Regions from separate parts of the Sus scrofa genome. Here region 2 is linked to region 1. The links are chromatin contacts, called in public Hi-C maps. All regions are on one chromosome and are shown on one strand. The core of a region is the stretch at or near the end of the contact, and the rest is flanking DNA. Distances in the headings are between cores, read along the strand shown.

Region 1 (7,382 bases), core at 3,385-5,884:
CCCAGGACGGACCCCGCGCCCCCGCCTCCGCGGCGCCCCCGCCTCACCTGCCGTCACGGTGTCCACGTCCTTGGCCGCCAGCGCCTCCACGTCCGACCGCTTCCTCAGCTCAAACCTCCGGGACAAGCCTTCCCGGGGCTTCCACAACTCCTGGATCAGGAGGGGCTTCTCGTTGTCCCCGAACACGCGAACGCACGCGGCCTGCCACGGCCGCCCGGCGTCGCCGGCCTGGCCCACCACGTCGCACAGCACGTACTGGCCCGCGCGCTCGGGGCTCAGGGCGTAGCGCTCCAGGGCCTCCTTCACCAGCTCCCGCGCGCTGGACGTGCCGGTGGCCAGGACGCTCTTGTAGTGGGTGCCCGAGCACACGCTGTCTCCAAACACCTTCAGAACCCCGGGGGCCGAGAGCTGGGTCGAGAGCTCGGCGGGGTCGTCGCTGGCGCCCAGGCTGGAAAAGGTGGCGTCCAGGTCGCGGTACTTGTAGCTCAGCGTCCGGGACAGCACGCTGGACAGCAGCTGGCTCTGGCGCTTCAGCTTGCTCTTGGCGGGTGGGGACATGATGAAGTGGGTCCCGTAAAACATGGTGGGCCCGTCTTCAGGGACGGGGACCGACGGCTCCGGCCAGCAGTAGGGAGAAGACGGCGTCCTGGGGGGAAAACCAGAGGCGGGTCAGCGGCACCATCAGAGCAGCAGAGCAAGCGAGGCTGGCGGGGCGTGAACAGACTTGACAGGCCGTCGAGGGGCCAGCGCCCCGACAGAAGCCACAGCCATAGCACATGGGCCAAGCCCGTCAGGGGACAAAGCAGGTTGGAAAGGGCTGAAACGCCCATACTCAGAAACATGGAGAGGCCCCCCCGAAAAGTAAGACACGCTCGGTGGCAGGGATCCTGCTTCTGCAAAGCACGGGGCACGAGGCACGAGGCGGGCGCCGGCCAGGGAGAGCATGGGGCACGCTTGCAGGCCTGAATCCCGGCGGGGTGGGCCCAGCCTCCTCGGAGGCAGCCCGCCCTCTGTCCCGCCACACCGGAGAAGAGTCAGAAAGGACTCTCAGTACGAAAGGCCCCGTCTCCCCAAACTCCATTCCCTCCCACGCCACAGCCCGCGCCACAGAAAATTCCTCACAACCACGCCAAGGAACTAAGGAATCCCGCAAAGCAGCAGCCACAGAACAGAGAAGGAGGTGACCAGGCATTTAAAACACAAACCACCCCAAAATGCTGCTCCTTGCTGACCGGGCCTGCCCAGGAGGAGCCACTGCCCTGGGATGGCAGCACTGGAATGGACACGTGACCACAGGGGACACAAAAGGGCTCTTCCAGAAGCAGGGGAGGCATGGCCGGAATGCATGCGTTCCACCCACCATGTCCAGCCTGGCACGTGGGCCCTGGCCAGGCCGGAGAGGCAGTCTTGCTGGGGGAATCAGAAACCAGCTCTGGGACACCGCGGTGCGTCGAGTCATGATTCTAGGGCCCGCAGTGCTCCGACGGCCGGGAGATCCAAAGCGAGGGTTCCTCAGACGCCCCGAGGCCCTGTGGGAGCAGGAGGGCAGAGTCAAAGGAAGATGTCTCCGCTGCACAAGACATAAGGCTTCTCAGCCAAGCGGGTGGAGCCTGAAAACCGCCCTTCTCCCGACTCTGCACCCCACCTCCAGGCAGAGAGACCAAGGAAGCAAGGTCCACTTTCTAGAAGGTTCTGGAGACAGTGGCCCAGGTCCTGGTGGAACCAGCACTGGGCACCTGCCATGTGACAACCGTCAGCACTAATTTCAGTTGCGGTTCTATCTTCCACTCTGACCCACTCATGGTCAGGGGCCCTGAGAGGGGCCGGGGACAATGACGGGGACCACCCAGGGCAGGAGAGGTGACCAGGGAGCCCCCCAGAGACCAGGACCCACAGGGCAGTGTCCCAGCCTCTGACACTGGCACTGAGCTGGGCTCCTTCCCGCTGGCCACCCGGGCCTTGGTGGCCCCCCTGAAGCCTCCCACCCCCGCCAGTATCAGCCAGCGGGCCTCCCGGGAGGACCCTGAACCTTCAGAATGTGCCCGACAGCTTCACCACCAAAGACTGGGCTCAGGGCACTGCCTTCTGCCCGGAGGGTGGTGGGGCGGGGGGCCACTTCCTGTGCCCGCGGCCTGGCTCCCCGTTCACCACTGCGCGGGGCCTTGTACTTTCTGAAGAGTCAGCTTGCTTCCAGCAGCCACGTGTCCTGAGCACAAGGACCACACGAGGGGCTCCCCGGCTGTGGCGAGTCTGGCTGTGGGGAGACCCTCCTCGGAAGGCTGTTTCTCCCCTGAGCGCGCGAGTCGCCCTGTCAGAGGCTGAGGAGCCCAGGGCTGGATCTGGCTGCCCTCGGGCCTGTCGAGGGCCCGGAATGAACTTTCGACACCACCACCTGGGACAGCCTTCACACGACAAGGCTTTGGGTCGCACACATCAGCAGCTTCAAACCCCCCGAGCCTTCTGAAAGTTACACGACTCGCCTCCAAAGCTTCCAGCATGTGCCTCTGGCCACCACACATTCCCAGTGGATGTGACCCCTCCACAGACACTTGGCTCACGTCCAGCACAGCCCCCCCCGCCCCAGCATCTGGCTGTGGCAGCCAGGCAGCATCTGGCTCAGAAACCTCCACCTTTGGAGACGATGCTCCAACGTGAATTCACACACAAGCTGAAAATGGCAGAAACTGGGTCTCTGCAGTAGCCCCCTTCACAGGAAAGTCACCAAGTACACACGGGGGTTTAAAAGGCCCGCAGGTGTAAGGGAGACGTGACGTGCCATTCCGCGCCTAGGGGTGGATTCTTACAGGTCCCGTAAGGTCTGAAAGCTTAGACGATTCTGCTTTAATGAAGAGAGAAACAGAGAATGACCATTCACCGCTGCTTGGTCCCCTCCCGCGGCCGTGGAAGGGAGTCGCCTCCCTCCTCTCCTGCAGCCTCCTGTGCTGGATCCCAGGGCAATGTCGGGAAAAGGGGCCAGAGCCTGTAGGAGAGACCGACTCATTCCCTTCCAGTAACTGCTCCTTAAGCCCCAACAAGGCCCAGGAAACACGGACCCTGATCTGTCGGATCGATTTTATCAGGAAGCTCTCTTCCCCTCCTGGTCATTCTGTGGCCATTTTCAGAGAGCAACCACGGACAGTGGCCAGCGGCTCGGGCAGGCCCTTCCGCCACCGTCACAGAAAGCAGAGTACAGCCTGTTTGTCCAAATGGGACAGATGCGTCCTTGCAGAGGGCGAGAGGAGCCTGCTGAGCGGGGCCGGCTCTGCGAAACCAGATCTGTTTTTCTGGACACATGACCTGCCTTTTCCTCTTCTGCTCAGTTCTCTCCTCTTTCGCACAAATACCGGGGAAACACGGGCTGGAGGCGGTGGGCTGCAAGCTGCTGCTTCCCCTGGAGAATGTTTTCCTCTTGTTTGCAAGGAAGAGTCCAATTTCTGATGAAAACAAGCTCGAGTCACAGCAGCCAGGGCAGAGAGTGAGGTCAGTGTGGGGCTGAGCTAATGGGTGGAGGGACACGGCCGTTCCAACACTGCAACGTGGGATCCATTAGAATTTCCACCAGGGCAGGAGGGGACGAGAGTAGAGTCACGCAGGCTGGGCCTTACCCCCACCGGCCAAAACGCGCACTCGACAGCGCCAGCCAGAGCCGTGCTTTTAAACACAGATATTATTTAATCAGACTTAATTCTGCCATGCTAGCCTCTTGACAGGGGGCTTTTTCTGCCAGTGGGATTAAGGACTGGCTCCTCTCTGGAATGCGGACCAGGCGGCCTGTGCCAATGGGAGACACCTGTAACTAACCAGAGGCACCTGTAATCACCAGCGGGCGGAGGACTTGGGAAATTCTTTTCAGCAATTCAGATTAACCAAACACTTGACCAGGTGCTGGGAGTTGCCAGGGCTGGGTGTGAGAGCAGCCTGGGTCCCACGTACCCACTCTCTAATGGGAAATAAGGGAGTTTTCTGCGTGGGCCCCCCAGGATGCACTGTTTGTCAAGGGGCTGGAAATGGTACAGAAATAGCTGGGAGACAATGCTTTCAGCTGGCACGCGAGTGGGGAACAGCGCTGCCGTGTGAATAGGGAAACCAAGACAGGCCGTGGGCGGGGGGGATGTCACGCGGACCCCGGAAAGAGGGTACGGACTCCTGCGCCCTGTGCCCGCCTTGCAGACCCCCCTCCGTGGGGGCCGCCAGAGAAACTGAGGCCTGGGGGAACCCCGCCGTTGGGGGGCCCAGGCTCCGGGGGCCAAAGCGGGTAGTGGCCGGAGCTGACCCCCTGGAACCCCCATGTAGCCGGTCTGCGGGTTCCGCCCCCCGAGGCCTCGCCCGGGCCCCGAGAGCCGCCTGTTTCCATGACAACCGAACAAGCCTGGGCTGGGTGGCAAGAAAGATGCCCCGTGCGGGGCTAGCTGCCCCAGCGCGCGCCCCGCGGCCTCCCGGCCCGGCCAGCCTCCGCGCCCCGGGACCCCGGCCGCCACGGAGCGACCCCCGCCGCCGCCGCTCCTCGCGCACCCCGCACTCACCTCCAGCACAGCCCGCCGCCGCCGCCGCCGCCGCCGCGTTCCGGCACGGCTCCCACACCCGCCGTTAGCCGGAGCCAGGGCTCGGGACTCGCGCGTGGCGCGCCTCCTGCCGGCAGATCAACGGCCGGGGCGGGCCCTCTTGGGGCGGGCCCCTGTGGGCGGGGCCAGTGGGAGGGCGTGGCCCGCGGCGAGAGGCGCGCGGGCTCCTCCTGCGCCCCCCAACAGGTAGGGCGGGGCCTTTGGAGGGCGGGGCCTCCGAGGGACGTGCTGCAGGCCCAATGAGATGACACCTCGGATGAGCCCTCGAGGGAATGGAGCATCTGAGCAACAAGGCGGGACGAGAAGAGACAGTCTGGGCCCAGGGTGATCCGGCCGCCATCCAATGGACCGAAAGGGAGCCTGGAAGGGGCGTGGCCTAGGGGAGGGGCGGAGCCAGGGGATGGGGCTGAGCACGGCACCACCTGCCAAGCAATTAATGGGTGTGGACTTGCCCTCCAAGGCAAGGAAGGGAGGGGCCTGTGCAGGAGGGGCGGGGCTCCCCAAGCTCCTGGGCCAAGTGCTGGCCTCGGGCAAGCAGTTTCTATCCCACCTCCTATTCCCTTGGCTTTGAAGGCCAGGAAAAAGAGGAAGCTGGGTAAGGCAAGCGCTCATCGTTAGGGGGCGGTACAGAGCTGTGACTCCGATATATGAACGTTCGAAACATGGAAAGAGGACAAGGGTGGCAGGTTCCGTTTCCCTACATTCTGTCCCCCACCCACCAGCGTCTTAAATGACAAATCAGATCGTGGCACTCTTGTGCTTAAAAGGATGCAAAACGGGGCCAGGCCAGCTCCAGGGCTCTGGCCCAACCGCCCTTCTCGGGTAACTTGTTTGAAAAGAAGCACGTGTCCTTCGAGCTCGCTTTGGCCCCAGTCCTCCGGCTGGGGTTTCATCTTGGAGAAGGGCTGTTCACAGCTCCCTTTGTACCGCGCTGCTCATGCGCTAGACCTGGGGGATTCACGTGGCCTCGGATATGAATTCGGACCTCGGGAATGCACCTGCTTGTTGACAGCTATTGGGGTACCAAGTTTTATGGCGCTGACCCCGAATGTGCAGTGGAGAAAGTGGGGAGGAGGGAACAGACATTTGTAGACCACATAAAATATATCAGACCCTCTCATCTAAAGCTCACGTCAGGGAGTTCCCCTTGTGGCGTAGGCTGGCAGCTGTAGCCTGGGGACCTCCATATGCGGCAGGTGTGGCCCTAAAAAGCAAAAATAAATAAATAAAATAAAGCTCACATCAGCTCCTGTGAGGCAGATGTCATTACACCCATTTTTCAGAGGGGAAAACAGAGCCTGAGAGAGGTCAAACTGCTAGAGGTAGGGCCAAGAATTGAGCCTGGGACTCTGTGATTAAATGGTATCCTTTTCAAGACTCTCCACACCCCCCCACTCCTCATCCCCCCCCCCAAGAGGCAAAGATGGAGCTGGAAGGAGAGCCTGGATTTCAACCTGTTTTCCTCCCACGATCCTGTCCCAAATCCTTCAGCAGGGGTTGGCCAACTACCACCTGGGGGCCAAAGTGGAGCTGTTGTTTTCGTAAATAAAGTTTTCTTGGAACACAACCCCACCCATTTGGTTACATATTGTCTAAAACTGCTTTCATGCAACAGACTTTACAGCCCCAAAGCCTAAACTATTTACTCTCTGGCCAGTTACAGAACCACGTGCAGGCCCCTGCTCTTCTAGATGTTGTGATGCCAGCTACACCATTCCTCCCGGGTTTCACCCTTCTCCGTCTTTGCTCAGGCCCCTCTCTCTGCCTTCCGTCCCCTTTTCCCAACTGCATGCGTCTGCTCAGGCTGCCCTAACAGGGTAACACCGACTGGGGGCCTAAACAATGGAAATTTATTTTCTCACAGTTCCGGAGGCTGAAAGTCCGAGATCAAGGAGCCAGGAGAGCTGATTTCCTCTGAGGCTTCTCATCTTGGTGTGTAGACGGCCGGCGTCTCCCTGTGTCCTCACACACCCTTTGCTGTGTGTGTGTGTTTGTCCTCATCTTCTCTTATAAGGACACCAGTCAGACCGGATTAGGGTCCACGGTAATGACCTCATTTTCATTTAATCTCTTCCTTACAGGCGCCATCTCCAAATACCGTCCCATTCTGAGATGCTGGGGGCGAGAGCGTCAGCACATGGCTTTGAAGGGATGCCAGCTGAAGCTCTGGCCCCCAGCATCTCAGAAGGCTGCCACCTTCCTCTCATTAAAACCCAACCCCGCTATCATCTCCTGACCATTCTCCTGACCCAGGGGTCCTTCTCCGTCTCATAACCTGTCTTATTTAATTCATAATTTGGAGTGCCCGGTGTGGCCTTTATCACTATGTATTTGTGTATTTAACACACACTAGGATTTGAGTTCTGTAAAGGCAGGTACCTCATCTGTCTTCTTTACTGCTTACTTGGCACAGAATAGGGGCTCCATAAATATTTGTTATACGAATACACAAAAGCATGAATGGATTTCCACCCGTCTCAACCTCTCACTCCCTGCCTCAGCTGGAAGCTTCTCAAGGGCACGTACTACATCTTATTTATCTTTTATTCCTGCACCTAGCCGGTGGTCGCAAAACAACTTTTTCATCTGTGAGGTTAAATCTGTAAAACTATGGGACAAAAACAAATGTTGATATGCCCCGCTGTGGCCACCAGAGGGCGGCAGAGTCCTGAGACTCAGTGTGGAGGGGGGCCGTGGGTGACCCACCATCCCAAAGAAAAAGCATCTGGTTAAGGTCAAAGGGAAGTTCCCACCGGATGGCGGGTCTAGAGGGAAGGAAAGGTGGCAGCAGGCACAGGGAGGACGTCAGATCCCAGTCTT
Region 2 (7,382 bases), core at 3,649-6,148, 280 kb after region 1:
GGCATTCTCGCCCGAGGACTGGAAAGAATCCTTCAAAACAAGCCTTAGTTTCATTTTCCAACGCCCTGGCCTGGGAATCCTGCGCCGAGGACGTGGCCTGGCGCGGGGGATCTGGGGGGCGTCAGAAGCGAAGGGAAAGATTCGAGGGTCTCCCTCCGACCCTAGCTTCCCCCACTCCCCCCAAAACAACCTACGAAGAAAACCTTGGCGGCGCGGGCCGACCCAGGGGCGCCTCCCCCAGCGCTGGGCAAATCCCCCTGTAGTTCCCGTTTAAAGCTATTTGTTGAAAAGATTTGCCGTTTGCCGATTCCCGCGGGGGCGGGAGGGGGTCTGGGAGCCAAGGCTGCCCTCGCTCTCCGCCTGCCCGCAGCAGCTCGGATTCCTGATTCCAAGAGGCCGGCCGCTCCTAGAGCCGAGGATCACGCCAAAGCCATCGGCTCCCGGGTGCCCGCCCTGCGCCCCGCGACCAGCGCCCAGCCCCCCGAGCTGCAGACCCCCCCCACCCCGGCCTACTCCAGCCTTCCTCCCCAACTTTCCTAAGGGTGCTTATTTTAACCTGGTTTTGGTTACAAACACCCTCTTCCTCCCTCCCTCCCTTGCTCTCTCCCATCAGGCTCCGGTTACCAGATCCGCGTTTACTTTGGAAAAATCTAAGATCGCCACATCCGAAGATACTGCCTCAAAGAGGCGAGAAGCGTTCCGTGATTTTAAAAAAGAAAAAAAAATGTTCTTTGTGTAGCTTTCTTTTAAAAGCCAGCGCTGCGGGGCATGCCCCGGCGCCCCACTTTGGGGAAGTCGAGGTGAAGCCCCCCGAAACACCCTTGCTCTGGCAGAGAAGCTGGTTTGGCCATCTGCGGGCTCCGCTGCGTTCTCCCTACTTTTCTCCCCCTCTTAAATGCAGTTAAAATGGCTGAATTCCGGCTTTTAATTAAAAACAGCCTATAATCGAAAACGTCTCGGCGTCCCTGGCTCCCCCGCCGCCTACCGGGAACCGAGGAGGGAACCGACGCCCCTCGGCCGAGCTGGGCGGGCTAGAGAAGGGCTGGGCAAGATAGAGAAGAGCTGGGGGCTCAGGTGGGCGTCCGGGGCACAGGGCCTCGCCCCCACCCCTCCCAGGGCGCCCCACTACGCCGGCCCTGACCCCCCGATTGAGTTCTCGAGAGCCGGAGAGCTGTGGGGATCCCCGGCGCAGCCCGAGGGGAAGGAGAGGTGGGGGGCCATCTGGAGAAGTTTGGAGACCACTGCGCCCGGCCAGGGGCGGTCGGGCGACCCGGCGGCGTACCTGGCGCTGCAGGGCTCCCGGCTTCGGGCTCCGGCTCCGGCGACTCTGGCGGCGGCCCCGGCTCCCGGCTCGGCTAGGCTCCCGTGCTGCCCGCCATCCCGCTGCCGCTGCTCCCCTTCGCCACCCGCAGCCGCCTCACACTTTTTGCCCGCCTTTCCTTTTTTTGGTAGAAAACCGCTCCCCAGGCCGAGCGCTCGGCGCGCCAACTCCTCCGCCCTCCCGCGGCCGGGCTCCCGCAGCCCCCGGAAAAGCCAGCTTTCCTCCCGCCGAGCTCCCCGCTTTTTAATAAAATCCAGGTAGCGCCGGTTTAAAGAATCCCAAATCTCCATATACAGCCCGGGATTGGAAAAGGTACATTACACAACCCCCCTTTCAAGTTCCTCTCGCTGGAGCTAAAAAAAAAAAAAAAAAAAAAAGGCGGGGGGGGAGGAGGAGGCTGGGGGAGGGGAGCACTCTCCAGCGAAGAAACACGCATTGTTCCCGGGTGCCCGCCTCCCCCCAAGGCCTGCCTCCGGCCGCCACCCATTGGTCGCGCGCGCCGCCAATCACGCGCATGTAAACACCTTGGCCCCCAGCCATTCCTATAAAACCAATTACGGACCTAGGGGCTCCAGCAGTTTCCAGGCTCCCCTCGGCGGGGTTGAATGATCAAAACTGGTGGTGAGAATTTTTCCGGGCCGTTTCTAGGCAGCCCTCCTCCCCCTCCACCAGCTCTGGGCCCCCCCCTTCCTCCTCCTCCCTTTTCCTCCCCCCCTCCCCAGCGTCTGGGCTGAGTGATCAAAATAGAGGAAGATGGTTGTCGCCGCAATCCAGGGCTTTGCAAGGCGCGGTTTAATGGGCCGCCTGTCAGCTTCCTGCTCGCAGGAGGAGGTGACGGGCCGAGCGGGCCGGGAAGGGCCTGGGGCCTGGCGGGCTGCTGCACCCCGCGCCCAGGCCCCCGGCTCCCCACCTCCCTTGGGGCGCGCCTTCTAGAACGCGCGGTGGAGACGCCAAAACAGACAAGGGCTGCTTTTTCCCTCTCCCCCCCCCACTTTAAAACAAAGCTGCGATTCATTCCCTCTTCCCCTGCAACGCGGTTGGGTGGGATGGGCAGGCGAGAAGGCCGTTTTCCGAGCCCGGGTCTGCGGGTTCCTCCCTGAAACGCGGTGTCAGATGGTTACTGATTAATATTTTGGAAAGGCCACGGCGGCGGGCAGCGGGTGAGTCTCTAATCTTCTAAAAGGGGTTCCTATAGAAACGCGGGCCAGGGCGCGCCCCTTTCTCGGCCCGGCTGCGGAGCTTTCACCGCGCCCCTCCCCAAAGGCTCTCTTTGCGTGGGCGCTCCCCTCCCTTTCTCTCCACCCCCCGCAAAAAAAAAAAAAATCAGAGCAGAAAAAAGGATTAGATCGGCTGAGCGCGAACTGACTCCCTCTCGATTCTGACATTTCAGCCTATTAGCATTTCTCCACGGGGCCTTCTGAAACCTATTAAAGTGTAATATTAAAAACCTCTTGGCTGGGGGCTCTCTCGCCTTCCATCCGCCGCGCCCCCTCCAGGGAGGGCGAGACCGGGAAAAAAAAAAAAAAAATCTGTTGAGCTCAGAGGAAGCAGCAGCCAAGCCCAAAAAGTGCTTGGCTGGCCGCGGCGGCCGGAGGGGGAGGGGAGTCCCAATCCCCCAGACTTTGTACTTTTATTTTGCACTTTCAGCAAAATCCTTTCTGGGCTGAGTCGCCGGGAGCTGCCCGCGGCAACCTACTTGGCCGCGGGCGCAGAGTGCGGACGCGGTCGGAGGGGCAGTCCTGGGGGCCCGCACCCTCTCTCCGCAGCCCCACAGGGACCGGTGCCCGGCTAGGCATTACCTACCCTCAGAGGGAAGCCTGGAGGGGCAGAAATCCTTGCCGATCCTGCCTCGGAGAGCAACCGCGGTGATTAGATTTTAATTAAAACAAGAGAAGCCCGCTCTTTCGCCCCGCGCTGCGGACTCAGCGTTTTGGCATCGCTTGTTCTATTTTTTTTCTTTTTTCCTCCAATCCATTTTTAAGGCAACTTTTCTGGGAGGGAGGGAAAAATGAGCTAGTTAAGCGCCAATTTTTTCTATTTTCTTTCCTCCACTTTTAGAAAAAGAAGGGGGGGTAGGCTTGGAGAGCGAACTGGGGGTGTCTAATTTAATTCCAGTATAAATTTGAGGAAAAAAGTTCAGCCTCTTGAGGGCAGTTTCAAGTTGCCCTTTCTGGAGCCTCCCGCGCTGGTTTCTAGGCTGCCCTCTTTTGGAAGCTGGAGCTCCGCGGGGGGGGGAGGGAGGAGTGTGAAGGCAAGAAAGGAACGAAAATAGCCGGAGCCGAGGGGAACGCGCGGCGGAGCGGGGCGCGCCGGTCTCAGTGGCTGCCGGGGCGGCGGGAAGCTCCCGGTGCAGCCCCGGGACGGCCGGGAGCAAAGACCGAGAGGAGAGGGGGGTTAGAGAAAGGAGGTATTGTGTCTGTGTGCCTTGGGGGAGGGGGGAGTGACTGCAAAAATAAAGTAAATGCAGTTGAGCTGCTCGAGGCTGCTGAAAGCCTAGGCAGGGGAAGGGGCCGAGCGCGGGGGCGCAGCGCGGGTGAGCGCCGAGCGTCCTTGAGTCTTAGCCAGAGGTCTTTGTAGGTTCCTAGTAAACCCTCCCACGCCCGAACCCCCATCGCTCAATATTCAGCCCCCAGACCCTGATCTCCCACTCTGTTTTCCCCGCCCCGGGATCTGGAATGTTTTTGTTTAATATAGCTCAAGGAAAAAAATAGGTGTGTTGAGAGAGTTGGGGTGGGGAATACAAAGGGCTTGTCGGGTGGAAAAAAACAAAAGCCTATTTTTATAAATGTTTAATGTTGTCACCCCTGGATGCACGAAGACGCCGTAATTGTGGCGGCGGGGTTTGTGTGCCATAAATCATTTAGTTGCTAATAAAAATTCTGCCTGTTTGCCCTGCATTTGCCAATGAAATGGCGTTTGCATTTCCAAGGGTGCGCCTAGTCTGCGTGGCAAACCGAGCCTGCATTTCATTAGGGCAGAGGTTGGGGCAGGCGAAGCCCCCTCCCCAGCCCGTACCCCGGGCCTTTGTGGGCCGCGGCCCCCTGGTGCCGCCCTCCCCGCGCACACCTGCATCCGCGCGAGCCGCTGCGCGGCCCTCCTGCCAGAGCCCGGCCGGGGCGCCGGGCCTGGGAACGCGGAGATGGCGGTGGTGGCTCCAGGTTCCCGGCTGCCTGCCGAGCGGGGCTCGCAGGACGGACACTGCCCCCCCGCCCCGCCCGGTGCTCCGAGCTGCCGCGGGTGTACGGGCGCGAGCCGGCCACGCCGCGGAGCCGCCCTGCCGGCGCCCAGCTCGTTGCCCCCCTCCCGGGCGGCGCGCGTCCCGGTGCCCGCGGTCCCCGGGTAAACAGCGGCCGGGAGCCATCTTGGGGCGGGGGACGGATCCCAGGCCGAGGGATGGGCGCAGCCCAGGCTCCTTCCACGACGCCACCGCTCGTATGGGCACTCCTAGCCGGGCTTCGGTGTCTGGGGAAACACCCTCCCCGCCCTGGTGGCCGCGCACTCGGGAGCCGCGGGCCGGGGCGCCGGGCGCGGGGCCGCTCCCCGCCGGCGGCCCGCAGTCTTCCCGGCCCCGCCGCCATCTTCCCCCTCCCCCCGTCCTTGTGTTTACTCGGCAGGATCCTTGGCCAAAAAGACTGTTGACGCAGTGTGTATCTGTGTGTGTTTTGTACTGGCGGGCGGAAAATCGGCTGAAGGGCGGGGAACCTCCTTGCAACCCAAACCTCAGTTCCGGAGAAGCCTCCCAAGCCAGCGCTGCGGTCCTGGGCCATCCTGGGCCGCCAGGGTCCAGGCTTTTTGTATGTTCGTTCCTAGGCCTCCAGCTCCGTGGACGCGGCCTGACTGACCAAATTCTTCCCTTTTGTTTTCCAACCAAAGGACAGGCCAACCTTGGACTCCGCTTTCCCGGGCTGCGCCTTTCTGGCGCGGCGGCAGTCCCCCGCGCCTCGGTCAATCCTGCCCGACTCAGGGAACCCTGGTGGCGCTGGCCGATCGGACCCGTTCTCCCCCCCCCCCGCCCCCTCCTCAGAAAAGAAACCAGCATCGTTTCCTAGCCTAGGACACCCGAACCACCTCCACCCAAACCTCCTTTGCCCGTGGAGACGGGAGTCCCCACACGCCGCCAGCCCCTCGGCGGAGGGAGCCCCGGGTGCCAGCTCGGGAAGCCGAGCGCCCCGGTCTTGCACGCGCAAGTTTCCAGGTTCCAGGTCCGGCAACCAGGGAGCTCCTGGTCCGGGTGCCTCTAAAACCCGGAGAGGCTCCGCCTGGGAAAGCCAGGCTCACCATCCCGCTTGATCGGACTGGCCCAGCCACGACTGGGCGCTGAGCCGAGGTCCGGCCAGTCCAGCTGAGATTGGTCCCCACTCGCCAGGAAGACGAAGGACGCGGCGCCAGAAAGCCGCAGGGACAGGGCGCGAGGCTCTGCCCAGACCCAAGCGCCCCGCCGCCCCTGGCAGATCGCGGCAGCTCTCGGCCCCGCCTCCGGCCCCGGCCTCTTCCCCCCGGCCGGGTCGGGTCTTCCACTCCACTGTTTGGCTCTGAAGGGACAGAGAGAGACACTCCGTGCTCAGGGGGCTGGCTGCCGCCATAAATCTCGGCGAGGGGGAGCCCTCTTTAGTGCTGCTCACACGCGGGTACTCCTGGTTGACCCCAGGTCCAGGACGGCGCCAGGTGCCCTGCTCTCCTGGTCAGGGCCTGGGAGCCCCACGACTGCACAGGGAGTCGAGCCAGAAGCTTCCCTGTTCACCAGACAGAGGGAAAAGCCTTGCCCACTCAGTGCCACCATCTTCCATACCCGCGGCCACCAGACTGAGGCGGCCTGGGCCTCATCGGATCGCTGCCTGGGGTAGGGGCACCCGGGCCGGGCACTCGCGCTCAGGAAGGCTAGGTGAGGCTGAAATGGGTGGTGGCCACCCGCTGGAGCCCAACTCCGGCTCTGCCTGCGCCATCGAGAGGCAGCGCCAGGGTCAGCGTCAGAACGGCAACTCGGAACTCCACCTGCCACCCCTCTCTGCAGACCCAGCTGTAATTCCGGGGTGACGTTCTGCCCTCGGAGCCCTCGGTGGTGCACCAGGCGCAGAGGGGGACCTTTTTCTGCTGGACCACGCTGGGTGTCTGCAGGCACCTGGCCTGGAGGCAGGGGCTTATCCGGTTCCCCATCGGGTACCAGCCCATCTTCTCCTCCGCCCAGGGATATGCTGGGCTTTTCGCTGTCTGGTCCTGGTTCGGTGCCTCGTCAGCTACCCACTTTGGCGCAAATAGGCAAACCATCCAGTCTGGCACTGGCAGCAGCTTGGTTGGGGCGATATTCTTTCTATCCGAGACCGGAGGTGTTGGGGGGGGAGCAGAGATGGCGCGTTTGCAATAATAACATTTAATGTCCCCAGCACTGTTTGTCTCTCTGCCAGGGGGTAGGGGAACAGGCCTTCACACTGGCGCCTGCCCTGAATCAGCCGAGTGAGTGGTGCACGCGATGGGGACCGTCCCCTCCGGGCAACCGCCCCTGCTCGAGACTTGGGGTGGGGACAACCTCGGAAGGGGTAGGCATTCACCCCTCCTGGGTGCCTCCCGAGAACCTCACCGTGCCAGTGACACGACTGCGGACGGGCACGTGGCAGATGTCGGAGGCGGAGGGTTTGGAAACCTCGCTCGGAAACTCTCTGCCGAGCTGTGGCTCCTTCCTCGGATTTCTAGAAGCACAATTAGAGGGACCCAGGCGGAGAATCTGAGCACTCCCCTTGGCGGCGGGAACGCAGCCTGGGAGTGGAGAGGCTGCCCAGCCGCATTCCGGCCGTGCCTCCCCCCGAGCCCGGCCCCGCGGCGCCCCAGGAAGCGCCTCCGAAAACAAAGCGCTGCGGTTTCAGCCCAAGGTTAAAGTCCACCGTGAGCTTATCCCCCCCACTCCCCCGCCCGGAATCCAAGAGCGATAGAGTTTCTCCAAATAAACTGCCAATAAATCAGCACGGGGGCCGCCTGCCCAGGAGCTTCGCTGACCTTAGGGAATGGATTTCCTGCTAGACCCGGCAGAGGACAGGCCTGGGGAGGGGGCCACAATGCCAGCAGTGCC

The links. A called contact is a pair of places that touch in the nucleus more often than the background predicts.
Region 2: a Hi-C map of liver shows a contact between it and region 1, with 3 times the contacts expected there. The contact joins the promoter of LOC110260072 here to the promoter of RADIL in region 1. A contact is called at or near these places in 3 of 47 Hi-C or Micro-C datasets (heart right ventricle, liver and skeletal muscle).

Annotation. Positions count from the first base shown.
Region 1 is chr3:3,711,505-3,718,886 of Sscrofa11.1, forward strand. It overlaps RADIL (ras-associating and dilute domain-containing protein), which reads right to left and starts at 4,635. Exons shown (of 16, transcript XM_021086022.1): 1 at 4,524-4,635; 2 at 48-646. The coding sequence starts at 582.
Region 2 is chr3:3,994,510-4,001,891 of Sscrofa11.1, forward strand. It overlaps LOC110260072 (bcl-2-binding component 3-like), which reads right to left and starts at 4,899. Exons shown (of 7, transcript XM_021087964.1): 1 at 4,821-4,899; 2 at 4,337-4,446; 3 at 3,018-3,120; 4 at 1,283-1,439; 5 at 986-1,031. The coding sequence starts at 4,899. TNRC18 (trinucleotide repeat-containing gene 18 protein) reads right to left here and starts at 1,689. Exons shown (of 32, transcript XM_021086041.1): 1 at 1,283-1,689.